Linked DNA regions of Zea mays: region 2 is linked to region 1. A link is a contact called in public Hi-C data. All regions are on one chromosome and are shown on one strand. Each heading gives the region's core, a stretch centred on a gene start, on an enhancer-like site or on the middle of the called end of the contact. The rest is flanking DNA. Distances are from core to core; before and after follow the strand shown.

What was found. A called contact is a pair of places that touch in the nucleus more often than the background predicts.
Region 2: a Hi-C map of ear shows a contact between it and region 1, with 6 times the contacts expected there. The contact joins the promoter of LOC100191155 here to the promoter of LOC100284695 in region 1. A contact is called at or near these places in 15 of 25 Hi-C or Micro-C datasets (bundle sheath, ear, endosperm and 6 more) and 2 of 3 datasets of contacts at active chromatin or transcription factors (leaf and seedling).

Annotation. Positions count from the first base shown.
Region 1 is chr5:78,471,873-78,475,974 of Zm-B73-REFERENCE-NAM-5.0, reverse strand. LOC100284695 (UL36 tegument protein) reads left to right here and starts at 1,929. Exons shown (of 3, transcript NM_001196801.1): 1 at 1,929-2,559; 2 at 2,691-2,826. The coding sequence starts at 1,979.
Region 2 is chr5:78,717,372-78,721,724 of Zm-B73-REFERENCE-NAM-5.0, reverse strand. It overlaps LOC100191155, which reads left to right and starts at 2,217. Exons shown (of 6, transcript NM_001136591.1): 1 at 2,217-2,461; 2 at 2,546-2,622; 3 at 2,716-2,786; 4 at 2,886-3,392; 5 at 3,826-3,916. The coding sequence starts at 2,290. LOC103626594 reads right to left here and starts at 2,134. Exons shown (of 8, transcript XM_008647003.4): 1 at 1,412-2,134; 2 at 1,189-1,314; 3 at 898-1,095. The coding sequence starts at 1,921.

The sequences.
Region 1 (4,102 bases), core at 680-3,179:
CTGGCTCATGAACTGTTAGACGAGGTAGCTCCAGCTTATTCGCTGCGGCTTTTATGGTGTGTTTGGTTGGTGGAGTCACTCTATGCTTCATGAGGTGATGCATCATAATTTTATTCCATTAATTTTGGTGGAATCAACCCACTCCTTATTGGGGTGTTTGGTTTGAGGAATCACTTCATCCAAAATATAGTGGTGCATCATGGGTCCATTCCTCAAATTTGGTGGGATGACCTCATTCCTCATATTAGTACTAACTAACTAACTATAATGAATGAGGTGATGATGGATCAACTCATTCCATTCCACAAACCAAACAAAAAAGTGAGGAGTGAGAAGATAATGGACTAGCTCATTCCTCAAACCAAACAGCCTATATGTATATACTAATTATTAGCTTATGAGGAATGAGGCGGTGATGGATCAACCCATTCTATTCCACAAACCAAATAAAAAAAAGTGAGGAGTGAGAAGAAGATGGATCACTTCATTCCTCAAACCAAACACACTATTAATGTGGCTACGGATTCTATATTATTCTGTCTCTAGTCCGAACAACTATTGTGGCTATAGGGCAGCCGAACGAGGTAACTCGGGAGCAATGGCGCTAATGCAAGTGCAAAGTTTTGAGATGCAACCGCATGCTAGATTCTGACACATCTCCTGGGTTTCCCAAAATTTCCTGATTTGAATAATTTAAATAATGTGCTGCTTCGTCTAGCATTGGATTATCGGATATGCTGCTCTGCTCGACGATGAACAACCTCGGTGGGGGCAGGTGGACTGTGTCGGTGTCACGAAAACAATGCTGCGACTGCGACCGAACCTGAGATGAGATGCTTTGAATTCGTAAATAAACCGAGACGAACTATAATTTGGAACGGACCACGTGAGCTAGGAAAAGGATGAACGGGAAACTTTTTGTTTTTTACGCTCCAGGCCGGACACGGACAGCCGACCGGCCGTGAACCTTGACGATCGGCTCGGCGGCGAGGGGAGCTCGATCCGACCCGAGCGCACGCGCTGGACGTACGACGACGAGCACCGTACGCTCGGCTCAGTTGTGGTTCCACGACGGGCCGGACGGCGGGGTGTGAGCGCGGCCGCCGACCGTCGTACTCGCTGCCCGGTGGCGGTGACCGCCGTCCTGCGCCCGCGCAACAGTAGCGGCGCCACCGTTACTCGCCCCCTCGCGCACCGGCCTGATGGCGCCGCCGCACGGCGCGCGGAGGAGCACGAGCACGAGGAGCGCGGCGACGAGTGCCACGGCCCGCTGCGGCGGGACGCGCAGCGGCGACGACGACGGCGAAGAGGCTTCCGCCATGGCGTACGAGCGAGCGACGAACGGTGTGATGGGCCGGCCCGGCGGGTAGTCGAGCGAAAGTAAAGGGTCGGGACCGGAGCTGGGCGGCTGGCCGGGCGCCGCTGCCAGCGGTGAGTGGGTGGAGATGGTCGAGAGGTGGATGGAGTATGGACCGGTTCTCGGGTGCCCTGTTGGTTGGCAGAGTTAGAGTGTGCTCCTCTGCTCCTGCTTCCTGGCGTGGCGTGCATGTGTATGGCGTGGCTAGACAGCTAGACCCAGACCAAGACCATGCAGTGGGATTGTGGGAAACTGGGTCTGGGAGTGCACAAGCGGCCGTACGTGTCTCGCGGGCCGAGCATGCACGCATCTTGGTCAGCAGCTAATCTGATGTTTTTTAGCAAATGAATGCCGACTGTCAACTCAACTGAGCAGCACAAGCTGACAGTTTGGTGGGCCGTGATCAACGCTAGATCTCAACCCCACGCATCCAGTCCGGTCCAGCCCGACTGCACGTTTCATTTGGGCTGCTCCGGTCCGGTCCAACCCGACTGTCAACTCAACAGAAGCAGAAGCTTTCTCACTAGTACAGATGGCAACGGCCAACGGGTAACCACCGAGTATTACTATCCCAGACTCGTACGGAAAAACAGCCCAGTGTATTCCTCTGCCTCCACCCACATGGCGCTCCAGGCGCAGCAGCAGGCCACCCCGTCGCCGACGCGCGACAGGGCGGGCAGCGGCGAGTGGCTGGCCGACACGGAGAAGCTCCCCGGCGCCGCCGCGTCCCCGGAGGACGTCGTCGTCGCCTCCACGCACCACGCCGCCGCCGCCGCCAGGTACGTGCCGCCGCGCGCCACGTCGCACACCGCCGAACCGAACCCTGGCCGCGGCGGCGGAGGCGGGTGGTACTCGTGGAACGGCGGCCGTCGCGCTCGCCACGATCCGCCCGCGCCGCGGCGGCAGCAGCCCGCGAAGACGCCCCCGCCCGCCCCGCCTCTGCCTGCGGCTCCCCCTCCCCCTCCCGCTGCCTCTCCGGCTCCAGCTCCAAGGGCCCCGCCTCCTCACGCGCAGGTCAGGTCGGCCGACCGGGTCGTGCCCGCCATTCTGTCGCGCAAGCGCCGGGCCGCGGTGATGCAGCGCGCCGCGCTGCTGGCCAGGGCCGCCGCCGCGGGGCTCTGCCTCGCCGCGCTCGCCGTGCTCGCCTCCGACACTCGCAGGGGCTGGGCCCGCGACTCCTACAGCAACTACGCCCAGTTCCGGTACGCGCGCGCACACGAAATCCCCTTGATTCCTACGGCGCTCACTCGCCTCGCCTGCTAGGGTTTTCTATGTATAGCTTGGGTTGGCGACTCCGTTCACGCGTAAGCCATCCGTTCTGCTGCGTGCGCAGGTACTCGGAGGCCGTCAACGTCGTCGGCTTCCTGTACTCGGTGTTCCAGTTCGTCGCGCTCGCCGAGCTCATGAGGAGGAACAAGCATTTGATTCCCCATCCCAAGCGTGATCTCTTCGACTTCACCATGGATCAGGTGTGTGCCTGCTGCCTCGTGTCGTCTTTACCGCTCGCTCTTCGTAGGCTTGTTTACGGCTGTGCAAATGGTTGCCCTCCTTGCTATGATGTTACACCGAGGAAGAGGAATTGGTAGAAGTCGTCTTACTGAAGCACAGTATAGGCTTTTTAATCTGGTGGTGAAGGAGATGACTTACTTGTGATTGCTGATACACTCCTTGGTTAATTTATGCTCCCTCCATTTGCTGCCTGGATTGAAGTCGGCATGGTTAGTTCATCGCCTCTTCATATGATACGCACCAAATGCCTGCATTCTGATCGTCCTATCCTGTGCTAAACTTTGCGTCATCCAAATTTGTGATGAATATTTGTGGATGTTAATTGCTACTTATCTGAAGTTGAGTAGAGAATATTCAACATCAGCCTGGAAATAAAACCTAGCTTACTCTTGATACTTTATACATGAGGATCAGCAAGATCATTGGCATGTTCGACATATCTCATTTTCACGTTCATTGCATCCATGCTCAAATGTAAATTGAGTGAGTGAGCAATTGATGAGCATGAGCTTGCTTAGTTAATATGTCTTCACAACGAATATGTGCTCAAGTGCATAGAGTTACAAGACCATAATATTGGTGTGCAGCACCTTTACTGTGATGTCACTGTACTAGTGTCAATTATACTCCTTATTTTGTCAGTTACACAAACTTGATACTGCCTCCTTGTCACTTACATTTGAGGTGACATATCTCCATTCCTCCCTGTTTCTAAGCACGTGATAGCTAGTGCCAGAATTGACTTTGTGAAAGGTTAAATAGATAGTTTAGATGGCTAACTTCAACAAGTATCCCACAAACACAATAGTTTCAGGGTTGAAACTTGCAGTGTTATTAAGTCATTCAATTAATCACGGTTAGTAGTCCTAATCGCTACTCTGGACTCGACTAGGAGCTACAACCTGATTAGACTGATTACTTTTCTAGACATGTGATGACTAATCATGATTAGTCAGGCGGCTAGGGGGTGAGCAGCAAGAAACATATTGCAATTGCTGAGCAGCTGAGACATTGGGTGCATCTACTATGGCTGGAGCCACTTCGGTTTAAGTTTTTGGGATTAATTTTTTTGGACCAATTTGCAACCCTTCCCATCCTAACTGCTGCTGGTCTGCGAGGATGAGCTCACGATCATGGTACTTCCTCCATTCCTCCATTTTCTTGAGATCTTATTCCTGAATCTTGACTGCTGCAGTAGCGGTGTAGCAATTCCTGTTTGTTCTGCTTTTCTGCCAT
Region 2 (4,353 bases), core at 968-3,467, 250 kb before region 1:
AAAGGAATATTTATTAAAGCAGATTTTAAAATATAATAAACTGTCAAAATTTATTGTTATGAACAAGAGATTGCCTATAATTGTGCCATATGAAAACAGTACTAGTTCCGGTGCGTTGCGACAGCACACAATCATATTTGATGAGTGATTCTGGCAATCCAAATTGGGCTAAACACCTTTAGTACGATACCATCCACAGGCCAAACCTTCCACACAAAAAAAGGGTTTACTAACTATAATTGTGTCATATGAAAAGAGTACTAGTATATTTTTCATGCAAGTACTTCAAAATTTAACATTTTTATAACAACAAATGCTTATAAGTAATGGCCAAATATAATTCAGATCATGTCCGCATCAATACAAGTATAAAACAACAGAGGTAGTATGATAGTAACATTTTATTTGTCTCCACTGCTTTGCGCATGGGCCCTAACTTCAGTCTCTTTAATTTTGTTTTCCTCCGTCATTGTTCTTTTTGCTTTTGTGAAATATTTGGACACATCCAACTGTGGTACTAGGACAACAAGATGTCATCTTCAAGTGAAAAATTAGCACTTCTATCAGACGGATAGGGTAAAACTACACCTCATATTCATACATACATATAGTCCAACAAAATTATTTGCTTCAAGTCTGCAATTATTTTGTTAATTAGCTACTCCGTTCGTTTTTATATAACACTGGTAAGATCACTAATTAATTAAAATAACTTGATTCAAAAAAAAGAACGGGGAATACATAACATGAAATTAACAATGATAAATATATAAAAAACTGCACGTTTCTATCACTGGCAGCGGCGCAAAAAGTTTAATCCTAACATTATATGCATCACACTATAATAAAAGAGTATCACGTGTTAAAGCCGTATCAGTGTGTGCTTGAAAGATGTACCTTCCTGACTAAATCCAGAATCACAGCAACTGCAGGCTCCGTCAAATATCGTTTCTTGCCACCGAGTTCTACAACCACACTCACAAATTCCTTAACAATGGGTGAGCTTTTGTCACGTGACCACTGTCGTGACACACGACCAGACCTCTCAATTGCTCCAAATCCAAACAGGCGCCCCAAAAGATTGTCCTTAGCTTCCTAAACAGAAACGTAAGTTGCCATCAAAACAGGAAAGAGACATGTTGATAGCCATAATGAGTACTGAGTAGTGACATTAGTTTTTCAATTTACCGGTCCCTTCATAGAAGATGAATGTTCCAATAAATTAGGGATCAACTTCATAATTGCTTCCACCTTGATTGCCCGAATCGATTCGAGGACAGCGGCAAGACCCAAAGCAAATCCTTGCCTTGCATACTGCAAACAAATTTCCGAAGTTAATAGAGTAAAGCAGATCGTGACATCAGCCAACTCAAACTAAGCTTGTCCTGAACTCATGGAAAAACATTTCTACCTCTCTAGAAGAAGAGATGCCACGAATAAGCCGCCGGATGGCGTAACGCACTGATGGGGCGCAGTTATCCAGCCCGTCGTCCTTCTCAGCCTCCATCTGCGTATCCCCATCACCAGCATCCCTCTCCCCATTCCGCGCGCTCTTCTCGTACGCCTTCTGCACTTGCCGGAGCTCCACCACCAGCGCCTCGGCTGCAGCCTCTCTAACCGATGCCTCTGGTGATGCCAGGTCTCTGAACACGTTCATGTGCAGTCCCGGTCCCACAGCCACCGGAGCGGCCGGGGGATTCACAGGAGCCGCAGACTCCGCTGCCGGCGGCTGGGGCTTGGCAAATTCGGCCGACTGGCGGTGGCGCTCCTTATCCATCTCCTTCCGCTCCTTCTTCCGCTCCATGGCCAGCTTCTTCTTCGCCGGCGCCTCCGCAGCTGCAGCCTCATTCCGGATAGCGTCCGAGGCAGGCACCGCCTCCAGAACCGCGCGATCAGTCTGGGTCCGTTTTTTCCCGGCCATCGGAGCTCCCTCGCCGCGATGCTTACCACAGAGTCGAGGCGGAGAGGCAGGGCCGTGCCTCGGAGAGTCGAGGAGAGACGGCTGGGGTTTATGCCGACACGAGACGGCGGGGGAGGCCCTTGCCTAGGGTTAGGGGTTTTCCTTCTCGACTTTTTTCCTGCTTTTTTTTTCTGCGCGGACGTTGGTGGCTGTTAGAATTTTGCAAGTGGGCCTAGTCAGTTTAGAGGCCCATGATCAGCCCATTAATAATCTTGTCGTCCTTGTGACACGTGGGCCCTGTCCAGACGCGTGGTGGCACCGCGGAGGGGGCAGACAGAGAGTAAAGGAGGCAAGTAGGCGACTCCGGCGAGAGAAGTGCGGGTGCGGCCATGGCGGACAAGCCGAGCCGCGCGCTGGTCGTCTACGCCGCCGGCCACGCCGCGGCGCTCATCCCCCCGCCGGGCTCCGCAGCCGCGGGGAGCCACCTCGACGCGTTCGCCTCCCGCGCCTGCTGCGGCCTTCTCACCCTACGCTCCCCGCCGACTTCCCATCCTACGACCGGTACTAATCCATCGGACTTCACCTCCCGTCATCTTTGTCACTTGTCGCCGCTCAGTTCGTAGTTCTGTGCTGTGATACGCCTAGGCACCGAGGATAATAGCAGCACGATTTTGGAACTGGCGCAGCTGCTCGACGTTTACGATCATCTCTACCCCGGAAAGGTGAGATCTTGCTTCCCATTTGTGTTGGAATGGAGTGATTGCTCGAGAAAGTAAGAGATGTATGTAATAGTGCTTGAACTTGTTACATTTTAGAATGAGGAAAGTGGTCAAGAAGTTGCCCAAGTGGATCCACAGGAGCTCGTGGTTCCCAAGCTGTTTGAGAGGTGGGTACTAACTGGATGCATGTGCCATCCATGTGCTTTACAAGATGTTAATTAATCTTGTAAGAGTACTAACCAGTTGTAGCTGCCCTGAAATTTCAGGTTTATGGGCCTGAGAGCTGCCTTGGTCACCAGTTGCCCCCATGTCAGCTCCTTCGCAGCGAATCTTGGTTTCCATGTTTTTAAAACCAATGATTTTGCCCCACAATCTGGCTCGTCCAGCATTACTAAAGAGGATGGATTAATCAAAAGAGCATTTGATCTGCTAGGATTCTCGGATGGGGATGTGCAGGAAACATCTGAATTCGATCTAGTCTTCATGCATGTTGCCATGGAGAACACAAGCAGCAAGTTAGGAAAGTTAGGAATGAAGACAGATATCAATCGGCTCGACAAATTAGTTGGTGCAGTCTTGGAATCTGCGCCTGTTGGTTCAGCTATTGCTTCGCGTATTCATGTATCTGTGATTTTGAGCTATGGGTCTGCTTCTGGAAATAAGGATGAGTTTTCCCTTTTAACCTCTTCAACCGAAACAGATTCAGACTTGAATCTACTGCGTCCACGCCAGAGCTACACAATGAAAACAGGGCGTACATTAGATGATGTCAGGTAGATGTTTCCCTTCACCTTGATCACTGGCAAATAAAAATGAATATGCAACAAGTTAAGCCACCTGGAGCAATCTCTCTAGTCTAATTGATGAAAATGCACTTCATTCTTTTGATTTTTTTAGAGCCCAAAATAAGACTATTCGAGTTTGTATCGATCCATCCTGGAAATCAATATAATTATTACTCCCTCCGTACCAAATTATAAGATTTTTTGGCTTCTATAAATACATAGCAGTTGTTATGCACTTAGATATACATTATGTCTAGATACAAAGTGAAAGGAATGTATCTAGAAAAAACAAAATGTCTTATAATTTGGAATGGAGGAAGTACTTATTAAGATTTCATAAGAGGAATAGAAGTACATATATAGATTTTCTCACTACAATGTTGTGAGGCTCACACAGATTTGTTTGCTGCTTGCTGTGCAGACTTCATCATCCAATTTTGCTGGCACAGTGGCAGGACGGAGTAACACGTGTTGATTTGGCTAAAGGGTTCTCTTTTGAGGAGTTTATGAAGGTGAGCTAGATCTATGCTTCTTATTATGTATAGCTGAAACTTGTACTCCGTGCTGCAGAAGATATGGTTTTTCTAATCTTGTGATCTTGGCCCTTTGTTGTGTTAGATGTTTACAGTTCAACTTAATCATCAAAGTTATCCTTTCTTATTTAGGTGTTGGGCCAGCAATAGAAAGAATGTGTATAGGCTAATGTTGCTGAACTGAAATTAAACATGATATGTATGTTCACACTGATTCCTTGAAGGGTAGACACGTCCCTGTCGTGATATACTCAGCTCGTCACACCGGCGATTCTGAATCCTTGTTTTAAGATATGGTCGACTTGGTCGTACCTTGTAAAAGGTTTAGGGCAGTGGGTAGATAACAGTTATATGATGATTGATGGGTTCTCCCTTCTGAAGTGGGCTATCATATTGTCTGTGCACATCACAAGCTG